2 separate regions of the Mus musculus genome follow, and region 1 is linked to region 2. Evidence: chromatin contacts called from public HiChIP or PLAC-seq data. All regions are on one chromosome and are shown on one strand. The core of a region is the stretch at or near the end of the contact, and the rest is flanking DNA. Distances in the headings are between cores, read along the strand shown.

What was found. HiChIP or PLAC-seq counts read pairs in DNA pulled down with a chosen protein or histone mark.
Region 1: an H3K27ac HiChIP or PLAC-seq map of the HPC-7 cell line shows a contact between it and region 2, with 5 times the contacts expected there. The contact joins two enhancer-like sites. A contact is called at or near these places in 8 of 39 promoter capture datasets (3T3-L1-derived adipocytes, the HPC-7 cell line, cranial neural crest and 3 more), 2 of 484 Hi-C or Micro-C datasets (CD4 T cells and nephron progenitors) and 5 of 115 datasets of contacts at active chromatin or transcription factors (CD8 T cells, the HPC-7 cell line, bone marrow-derived macrophages and 2 more).

Annotation. Positions count from the first base shown.
Region 1 is chr12:77,205,966-77,210,648 of GRCm38.p6, forward strand. No RefSeq gene overlaps it. Among named protein-coding and RNA genes, the nearest start is that of Gm40446, 17 kb to the left of the region's middle. Within about 2 kb of position 3,001, at least 25 of the 459 cell types and tissues checked have an H3K27ac peak or open chromatin away from gene starts, as enhancers often do. A contact at or near this core is called in the HPC-7 cell line, where this site is marked.
Region 2 is chr12:77,104,377-77,108,839 of GRCm38.p6, forward strand. No RefSeq gene overlaps it. Among named protein-coding and RNA genes, the nearest start is that of Gm35189, 52 kb to the left of the region's middle. Within about 2 kb of position 1,720, at least 37 of the 459 cell types and tissues checked have an H3K27ac peak or open chromatin away from gene starts, as enhancers often do. A contact at or near this core is called in the HPC-7 cell line, where this site is marked.

The DNA of each region.
Region 1 (4,683 bases), core at 1,751-4,250, 100 kb after region 2:
GCTGGAAGGACTTGACCTTTTCCAGAATAAAATTGCAAGACCTTCATGTGGAATGTGCTCTCCCTATGCTGGGAAGGAATAACATCTGACCTCTGACGAGAAAGGCACACAAGGTACCTGATGCCCACCACAACTGATCCCCCCACCCAGGTCTCTCCAGTAAGCCCTCCGTTCTATCCAATCACATATCTCTGTACTGTGCACTCATTAATCCTCCCATAAAAATGGTCAAAATTAACTAATTATTCAGCTCTTCATTTCTTAATAAAGGCCGCCATGTCACATGAAATTTTATATTAAATACACATAAAGACTTTTGCCAATCTGTCTTTTGTTATGGGTGCTTCGGTAAAGAACTCAGAAGGGTGGGAGGAAAAGGTGTTTCTTCCTTCCCAAGAGTGAATCCTTTCAGGAGTTCTCCCAGGAGGTTCTGATGCAGGGTTCTACATTTTTAGAAACCTTGTGGAGGCATTATTGATTTTTCTATGATTGTAAACAAGCTGGTTTTGGAGAAGCCACTGGCCGACTTGAGTCTGCATTTGTAGGTGTCTATGAAAACTGCATCTGTCCTCCCAACCTCACAGGTCTGAAACCTGTACAGTGATAACCGCTCCAAAACATTTGAAAAGGGTTCATTTTAGTGGAAGCCATCCTCACCCGTCCCGGTATTCTCTTACCTCAGTGGGGAAGACCCTAGATGGTAACCCATCTTGCTCCAACCCTTCTAGACACTTCCAAGTATTCACTGGAAAGGAGGGAAGCCTTGTTCAGCTGTCTTTGGTCCACTTGATCTGGACAGGCTCACCTGACTTATCACTCTTCCCCCAAACTGTGCTATAGGACCACACATCTGTCTGTCTAAGTCTTGCCAAAACAAGGCTTGAGATGACCCTCCTAATAGGCCTATATCCTCCTTGAAATATGCACACACCAGTGCCATTAACGATCCCACTAACTTCATTTTCCATAGTGTCACCATTTCTGAGCCATACACAATCACCCACGTGCTTTGTCTGTGAGCCAGGACTTGTACCAGAGAGTTTACATCCATGCCCAGTCACATGTCATGGCAGTGTTCCTAGCTACAATGTGTACCCTTTGAAGTTCAGAGCGAACTTCATATTAATCTTTACTCCTGTCCTCTATTCTAATCCTTTTGGCTAGAAGCCATTCCAAAGATTTCTACCCTTTCTGTCCACGTTTACCTTGAAACAAGAATAATGGGAAAACCAGTTCCAGCTAAGAGCGCACAGCCCTTGTCTTTGTGTGTGTGTGTGTGTGTGTGTATGTGTGTGTTCATTTGTTTGCTTTGTTTTTAAGATTTAGTTTTATGTTTTAATTATGCGTGTGCAAGAAGATGGTATTGAATCCCCTGGAGCTGGAGTTATGGAGGACTCTGAGCTACCCAAGTGGGTTCTAGAATCTAAACCCTGGTCCTCTGCAAGAGCAATATGCTTTCTTCTGAGCTATTTCTTCACCACCTATTACGGTTATGTAATAATATTCATAATATTCCTTCCTTAGCCTCCCCCAGAGCTCTAAGGTTATAGGATGCTTACATGTACACGTTCACACTTCCCTGCTGCTCTCTCCTCTTCTTCCTCCTCCCCCCTTCCTTTGTTTCTTCTTTATGTTTGAGATAGAATTTTAGTATGAGCGCTAGGCTGGCCTCAAACTCACTGTGTAGCTTAAGGAGGGTATTAAACACTTAATTCTCTTCCCTCTGCCCCAGTGGCTGTACCTAAGGTCTATACCACAATTTCTTTTATCTCTTAGATATATTGGATGACCTATCTGTAAGGCTTTTGCCCGTCTTAAATGTTGTGCTTTGTCTTCAGAGTGTGTAGTGCATATTTACTGTCACACTGTCTTTCCTAAAGAGGGAAGAAGGGCATGGTTACTTTCTAAGGCCTTTTTCTGTTCTCTTTCTCAGTCATTCACTTATTCACTCAACAGACAATGATCACATAGAGAAAGAGAGAGAAAGTAATTCGGCCCTGGCCTTCCTCGTGTTAGGCAAGTTATGTACTACAGAGCTATGTGCCCAGCCCAGCAAATAGTTTTTAAGTACTTGATACATGCCAAGTACTGGAAAGGTGGCACAGAATTGATGAGGTCCATGTCCTTAATAAATGAACAAAAAGTTTAAGATTATTGTAAATATCAAGAAGAAAATGAAGTTCTTTAGTGCTATACATAGCGACTAGAGAAGTATTGTTGCTATAGACTGAGAGTCCAGAAGGGAAGTTACTTCATACCACTGTAACCCAATTAGCCCACAGGAACAAGGGAGGAGAGATTTATATTCTAGCTTGTCAGAAGGTTCAGTTTATCATTGTGGGTAAGGCCTACAAACAACTTTGCTCACATCGTAGTGGGCCTGGAATCAACCAGCCACAGGAAGCAGCCAAGGATAACCCCTCTCCCCATCCCAAAGACCATCTTCAAGGTAGGCCCTCTCTCATAATGTTTTTTTAACTTCTCTATCTAGTGCTTCTAGCTGGGAACTAAGCAGTCAAGCCACAAGCCTGCCGGCACTCTTTCATAGCAGTCCATAATGGAAGTGATAGTTGAGTTGAGACTGAAGGAACCAGTCATGACAAAGTCGTCCCACAAGCTTCCTCCTGATGCTTTCTGTAAAAAAGCATGCCTACTAGAAAATTTCTATTAGAATAGAAAATAAAATCCTTCTCATGCTCTTGGATCATAACGATGTTATTCTAAGTCCCCACCACAAAAGCCCATCAAAATGAGCACTCAGGGGATAAAGGGAAGGCCTGCATAAGGCATATACGAGGGTAGGAAAGAGGCATCTCATTAAGCACATGCGACTTCAGCCTTCAGAAGGAGCACCCTGAGCAGAAAGACCCCAGTAAGAGGAGTCTCTTGCTGTGTTACCTTTATCACTGGTTCGTTTTCAACAGTTTGATATAAACTTGAGTCACCCAGGAAGAGGGAACCTCAATTGAGAAATTTTCTCTATCAGATTGACCTGTGGCCATGTGTATGGAGGCAATTCCTTGTTTAAAATCGATGTGGGAGGGCCCAGCCCACTGTGGGCAGTGCTGCTGCTGGGCAGGTGCTTCTGGGTTCTGTACTTTATCCAGAGAACAGTGTTGTTTGGTGAAAATATTCTGAGAGTGGTGAGCTAAACCTTCTCCTTCCCAAGTTGCTCTTGGCCATGCTGTTTATCATAGCAGTAGAAAGCAAACTAGGGCAAGGCTATGAAGAAATTACCTGCCAGAAAAGAAGAGAAGAGGAAAAGTTGGGTGCAGAAGTTGGGACGAGGAAGCAGGATTACTCTAGAAGTTATCAACACGTGTGACCTTTGCTTGCTATCTGACTGTGGGCATTTAGAACAAGTAATAAGTCTATGCCTAGTGACCTTATATTTATTTATTTATCTACTTTATTTTGTGGATGTCTTTACCAAGTGTGTGTGTGTATATATATATATGCATATATATATACACACACATGCATGCACACATACACATGCACACACACATGCATACACCCATGCACACACACACTTTCTTTACTTCCTATTGGTCAGATAGTTTCTGTTACACACAGTACTTGTTCTTCACAACAGATGTTTTCCCACAAAGGTGGGATTTTTCTGTCTGGTAACAACTCCTTACGTTTCTTGCCTTCCTTGGAACACTGATCCAGAGATATCTGAACTGCAGACCCCAGGACTTCAAATAGAGTATTTTTGCTATTATGACTGTGGTTTGGATTGATCAATAACAGTTAAAATAGCAGTGTTGAAGCCTATCCGGCCTAGTACATTACTGAAATGAATCGCCTTTTATGTTTTTTTAATATGGGTTACAAAACTATTTAAACCCACACATACAACTCACAGAATATTTCTTCTAAGGATAATTTCTTCTCCAAATCAGTTTGCAAGCTTTGATTATAGAGTTGGGAAGTTGGCCCTGTGGTATGAACCTGTACTCCCAGCACTTTGGAAGGCTGAGGCAGAAGGATTGCTGAGACTTCACGGCTAGCCTGAACTATTGCCCAGAGTCCTTCACTGACTGAAACTGGGGCAAGAACTCAAGCAGGAACATGGAGTCAGGAAGTAGGACAGAGACCCTGGAGAAACGCTGCTTACTGGCTTGGTCCCCTGCTCAGCCTGCTTTCTTATATAGTTCAGACTACCTGCCTAGGGGTGCCGCTGTCCCCATGTGAACTGGGTCTCCCTACATCAATCAGGTCCAGAGTTACCGACAGGTAATCTGATAAAGGCATTTTCTCAAATACAGTTCCTATTTGGTAGATAATTCTGACTTGTATCAAGACAAAAACAAACAAACAAACAAACAAAAAACAACAACAACAAAAACAACTAACCAGGATAGGGTTCAAGCTTTAGCTTTGTTTTGATTTTTAATATTTGTTTGCTTATTTATTTATTGAGAGAGAATACACACACACACACACACACACACACACACACACACACACACACACACACACACACACGTGAGGAGGTCAGGAGATACGTAAGAGTCAGTTCTCTCTTACCACCATGTGGGTCCTATAGATTGAAGTTAGACCTTCAGGCTTGGTAGCAGGCACCTTTACCTGTGGAGTCATTTCTATTGCCCATGACCTCAAACTTGAGATCCTCCTAACTCAGTCTCCAGAGTGTTGGGATTGCAGATGTGCACC
Region 2 (4,463 bases), core at 470-2,969:
TGTTTCTTTTGGGCCATGGACACTCGCCATCCTGCTCAGCCCTGGAGAAAATGAATATGATATGTAGCTGCTGAGGGTGGTGGGGGTGAGTGGGGGGAATTTATAGAAAGTTGCAGAGAACTGGGATGTGAGATTCTCCTAAGGCTCAATGTGGGTGACCTTAGCAGAAATGTCCAACAGTGGGGAGATGGAACCTGAGGAGCCTACTTCCAGTAGACAGACAGGGCCCCCAGTGGAGGTATGGCAACACCAACCCACCTTCAAAACTTTTGACTCAGATTTGTTTCTGTCTAAAAGAAATGTAGAGACAAAAATGGAGTGGAGACTGAAGGAATGGCCTACCAGTGGCTGGCCTAACTGGGGATATATCTCATGGGGAGACACCAAGGCCTGACTCTATTACTGATGCTATGTTGTGCTTACAGACAGGAGCCTAGCATGGTTGTCCTCTGACAGGCTCTGCCAGGAGCTGACTGAGATGTATGCAGACGCAGTCAACCATTGGACTGAGGTCTGGACCCCTATGGAAGAGTTAGGGGAAGAATTAAAGGAGCTGAAGAGGACGGCAACCCCACAGGAAGACCAAAAGTGTTAACTAACCTGGACCCCTGGGAGCTCCCAGAGACTAAGCCACCAACCAAAGAGCATACAGGGTCTGGTCCGAGGCCCCTGGCACATATGTAACACAGAACTGTCTTGTGTGGCCTCAGTGGGAGAGGGTGGGTCTAATCTTGTAGAGACTTGATACCCCAGAGAAGGGGATACCAGGGGGTGGGGTGGGGGTGGGAGTGGGGGGTGGGTGGGCACCCTCTCAGAAGCAAAGGGGAGGGAGGATGGGGTAGAGAATTCTGGAAAAGGGGCTGGGAGTGAGGGCAACATTAGGGATGTGGATAAATAAAATAATTTAAAAACCCCATAATCCAAAAGTTTAATTATATAAATACATAGTTAAACTATATTTGTTTGTTTGTTTGAGGCAGGTCTCACTATGTAACTCTGGCTGGTTTAGAACTTACTATGCAGGCCAGGATGGCCTTGAATTCACCCCAATCTTGCTACTGCTACCTGATGGGATGAAAGGCACACGCCAACATGCCTGGGTGTATATATTTTGCCGGTAAGCTAGGTGTAATGTCTCATGCATTACTCAGCCTCAGCAGCCTGCAGAAGCAGGAAGATTTCTAAGAGTTTGGGATCAGCCTGGGCTACATAGTGAGTTCCAGGTTGGCCCTTATGGAGAGGAACACTGTCCCACCCCACTCCTCAAAAGCAAGATAAAAAAAAGGTCACTAAGTTAGTTTTCTACATGGCATGCTAGTGCATGCTCCTTTTTTTTTTTTTTTTTGTTAACATTTAATGACATAACCTTGCTTGAATTTAGCCAAGGTGCCCTCATTCAGCAAACACTACAGTCAGCCCCACCCCTGAAGCCCATCCTCAGGTTCCAGAAGATTGCTGAGCTGACCTTAGTTAGAATCATATCTGGTAGCTGGGACCATGTGTTTCAGTATAGGGGTTCCACTAGAGTCCTTGAATTCTATGTGGGAGGAAAGGAGAAGGGGGGTGGGAGAGAAGGAGGAAGAAGAGGAGAGGGAAGGGGAGGAAGAGGAAGAGGAGAAAGGGAAGAGGAGAAAGGGGAGGAGAAGAAGAAGAAGGAGGAAGTGGAGGAGGAGGAGGTAGAGAAGTGGGCAGAGGAGGAAAAGAAAGTGCTACTGGGCAAGGCAAGCCAGACCAGACAGGACCATACCTAATGCCCCAGTTCCTGAGCTAGGCCAGCCCCACTTAGGCTTGAATGTTTTAAATACAAACTTACATGTAAGCTTTTTGAGTAAAGTTCTTTTAGTAGTTAAATTGAAAGTGACTGATCTGATCTAATCTTACTTTACTGTTCAGGAAAGAAACTTTACACAGTTCAGTTCCAGAGTACGGTGACTTCCCCGGAGCCTGCGGGAGCAGAGTTCACTGTTGGACTTAGGAAAGCCAGGGCTATGGTCTCCACAGTGGGGCACAGTTTCCTGCAGAAATTGGCAGAAGCTGCAGGACACTTCTGCTCCTCATAGGTCTTGGTGCTTGCCCAAACCACAGGCATGGTGCCTCTTTGTCCTGCACACAAGCAGACTACCCAGCAAGTTTGGTAAATGCTCTCTGCCATTAACAGAAATTTAGAAAGACTACAGGTTTTCCAGACCCGTGGTCCCTGGCTGACTAGAGTCAAATTGAAAATCTGACCTCTACAAGCAGGTTTAAAACTGTTCTCAATTTTTGCTTGAGGAAATCTGCTTAAAGTCTTGGGAAAACAAACACCATTAAACAAACACACAATGGCCATGTTATTTTGTACTAAGCAGAGCCAGAAACAGGTATGTGGCTAGAGGGAAATAGGATGTGGTTTGGAAGCAGAGGTGTGGATGATATGATATTTACAGGGGGAGTGTATATCAATGATTGTATACAGGAGAGTGTATGTATGCAGGGAGTATGCATATAGGAAGAGTGTGTAAAAGGAGGAGTATATACAAGGGAGGTATATATGGGGCATATATATAGAAGTATACATAGGGAGAAGTATATAAAGGGGAAATATATACAGGATGAGTATATACAAGGGGCATATATACAAGGGAGTATATATATATATATATATATATATATATATATATATGGGTAGTATATACAGGGGAGAGTATATATGGGGTAGGGACTGTTTATAAGGGTTAGTGTTTACAGGGGAGTGTGTAAACAGTGGGGAATGTGTACAGGGGTGGTGTATACTGGGGTGGTGTATACAGGGGTGGTGTATATAGGGGAGTGTGTGTGTAGTGGGGATCCCATACATGGGAGAGGTAACAAAATAGAGAGACAAACATCCACGGAATGAATAGACGTTTAAAACAACCATTTTTAGAGTTAAGGAATTCAGTGCCAGTTGTCCAGGTGCACATGATTTCCTGGGGAGAAAGTCCTTGCCAATTGCTTCCCTCTAACACAATTTGATTCCTTTTGTTATCAGTTAGTTTTACTGCATTATGTAATCTCAATTATCCAGTGCTTAGTGCTTGCAGCAATGCCTTGCACAACACATTCTTTTTTTGTGCTAGCACTATGATGACAAATTTCATAATAAGCCTTAAATTAGTTGTTTAAAGCTATAGTAACAAAATACCACAGACCAGATGGCTTGAACAATACAAATTTATCTCTGTGTAGTTGTTGAAGCCAGAAGTCCAAAACCTAGGTGTCAGCGATGGAGTCTTTCTCCATGGCGTGCAGATGCTGCCTTAACAGTCAGTGCTCACACTGTACGGGGCTGGCACCTTCCAACATCCTTTTCTCCATTTAGTGTGTGTGTGTGTATGTGTGTGTGTGGCGCGCACGCGTATGCGCGTGCTTACGTGCATGCATGTGCAATAGCACATGTATGGCAGTCAGAGGACAACTTGCAGGAGTTGGTTCTCTCCTTTCACCATGTGGGTTCTAGGGATCAAACTTAGGTTTCAGGCTTGGGGACAAGCACTTTTGCCCCAGAGCCATTTTGCTGGCCCTAATGTCTTCTACTTATGAGAACACCAGTCACACTGGATTAGGGCTTGGTTTAAAGACCTTATATTAACTTAATCACGTCCTTAAAGACCTTTTCACATTCAATTGCAATCTGATGAGCTGGAGGTTAGGACTTCAATACATTAACTTTAAAGAGATATAATCTGGATCCTAACAAATGTTCAAGAGCTGTTCTACCTACACTGCACGAATGTGACCTCAGTCACAAACTTGAACACGAAGGGTCCTTTTTCATTGACACTGAGATCTTTCATCATCTACACAAGTTGGCTCTTATGCCAGTGTGGAGGGCCTATAGGGGAGGTAAGTGCCTATAAAGAAGCAAAACAACAACAACAACAACAACAACAACAACAAGTCCCCTCAAACAACTTACATTGACTTAAAGAATTTTGACACTTGCATTTCTCTTCTTCAAATTGCTTTATTGTTTGGCTTTTACAAAAAAATTATTTTCTTACTTGGGAAGTCCCCAGACGATGCTCAATATTAGCAGACTAATGACTTACATGCCTACTAGTGACACGGGAGTGGGTGCAGCATCTGTGCGAGGCTGAGAGTCGGTAGCTACGCCACTGAGCAAATCAATGACAGCTTTAAATGAAAGTTGTTTCTTGTGTTTAAAAAAAAAAAAGGATGAAAGATAGAATGCTTCCTCTTGTCCTGTGTCATCCATTCCTCCATCCCTTCCCAAGTCCATTAGGATTTGTCGGACAACTAAAGCAGGCTGAGCAAGTGAGTACTATTGTTGTGTTCCTGCCTTTTATCAGTTTAGAGTTGAGCTGTACCAGCTATTAAGGAGAGTGACTCACAGACACACAGCCTCTATCTTATAAATGGAGAAGATGCTATACTTCTTTTCTGGCCTAGAGTACTGGATTCATTCAACCTCTAGCAAAGAC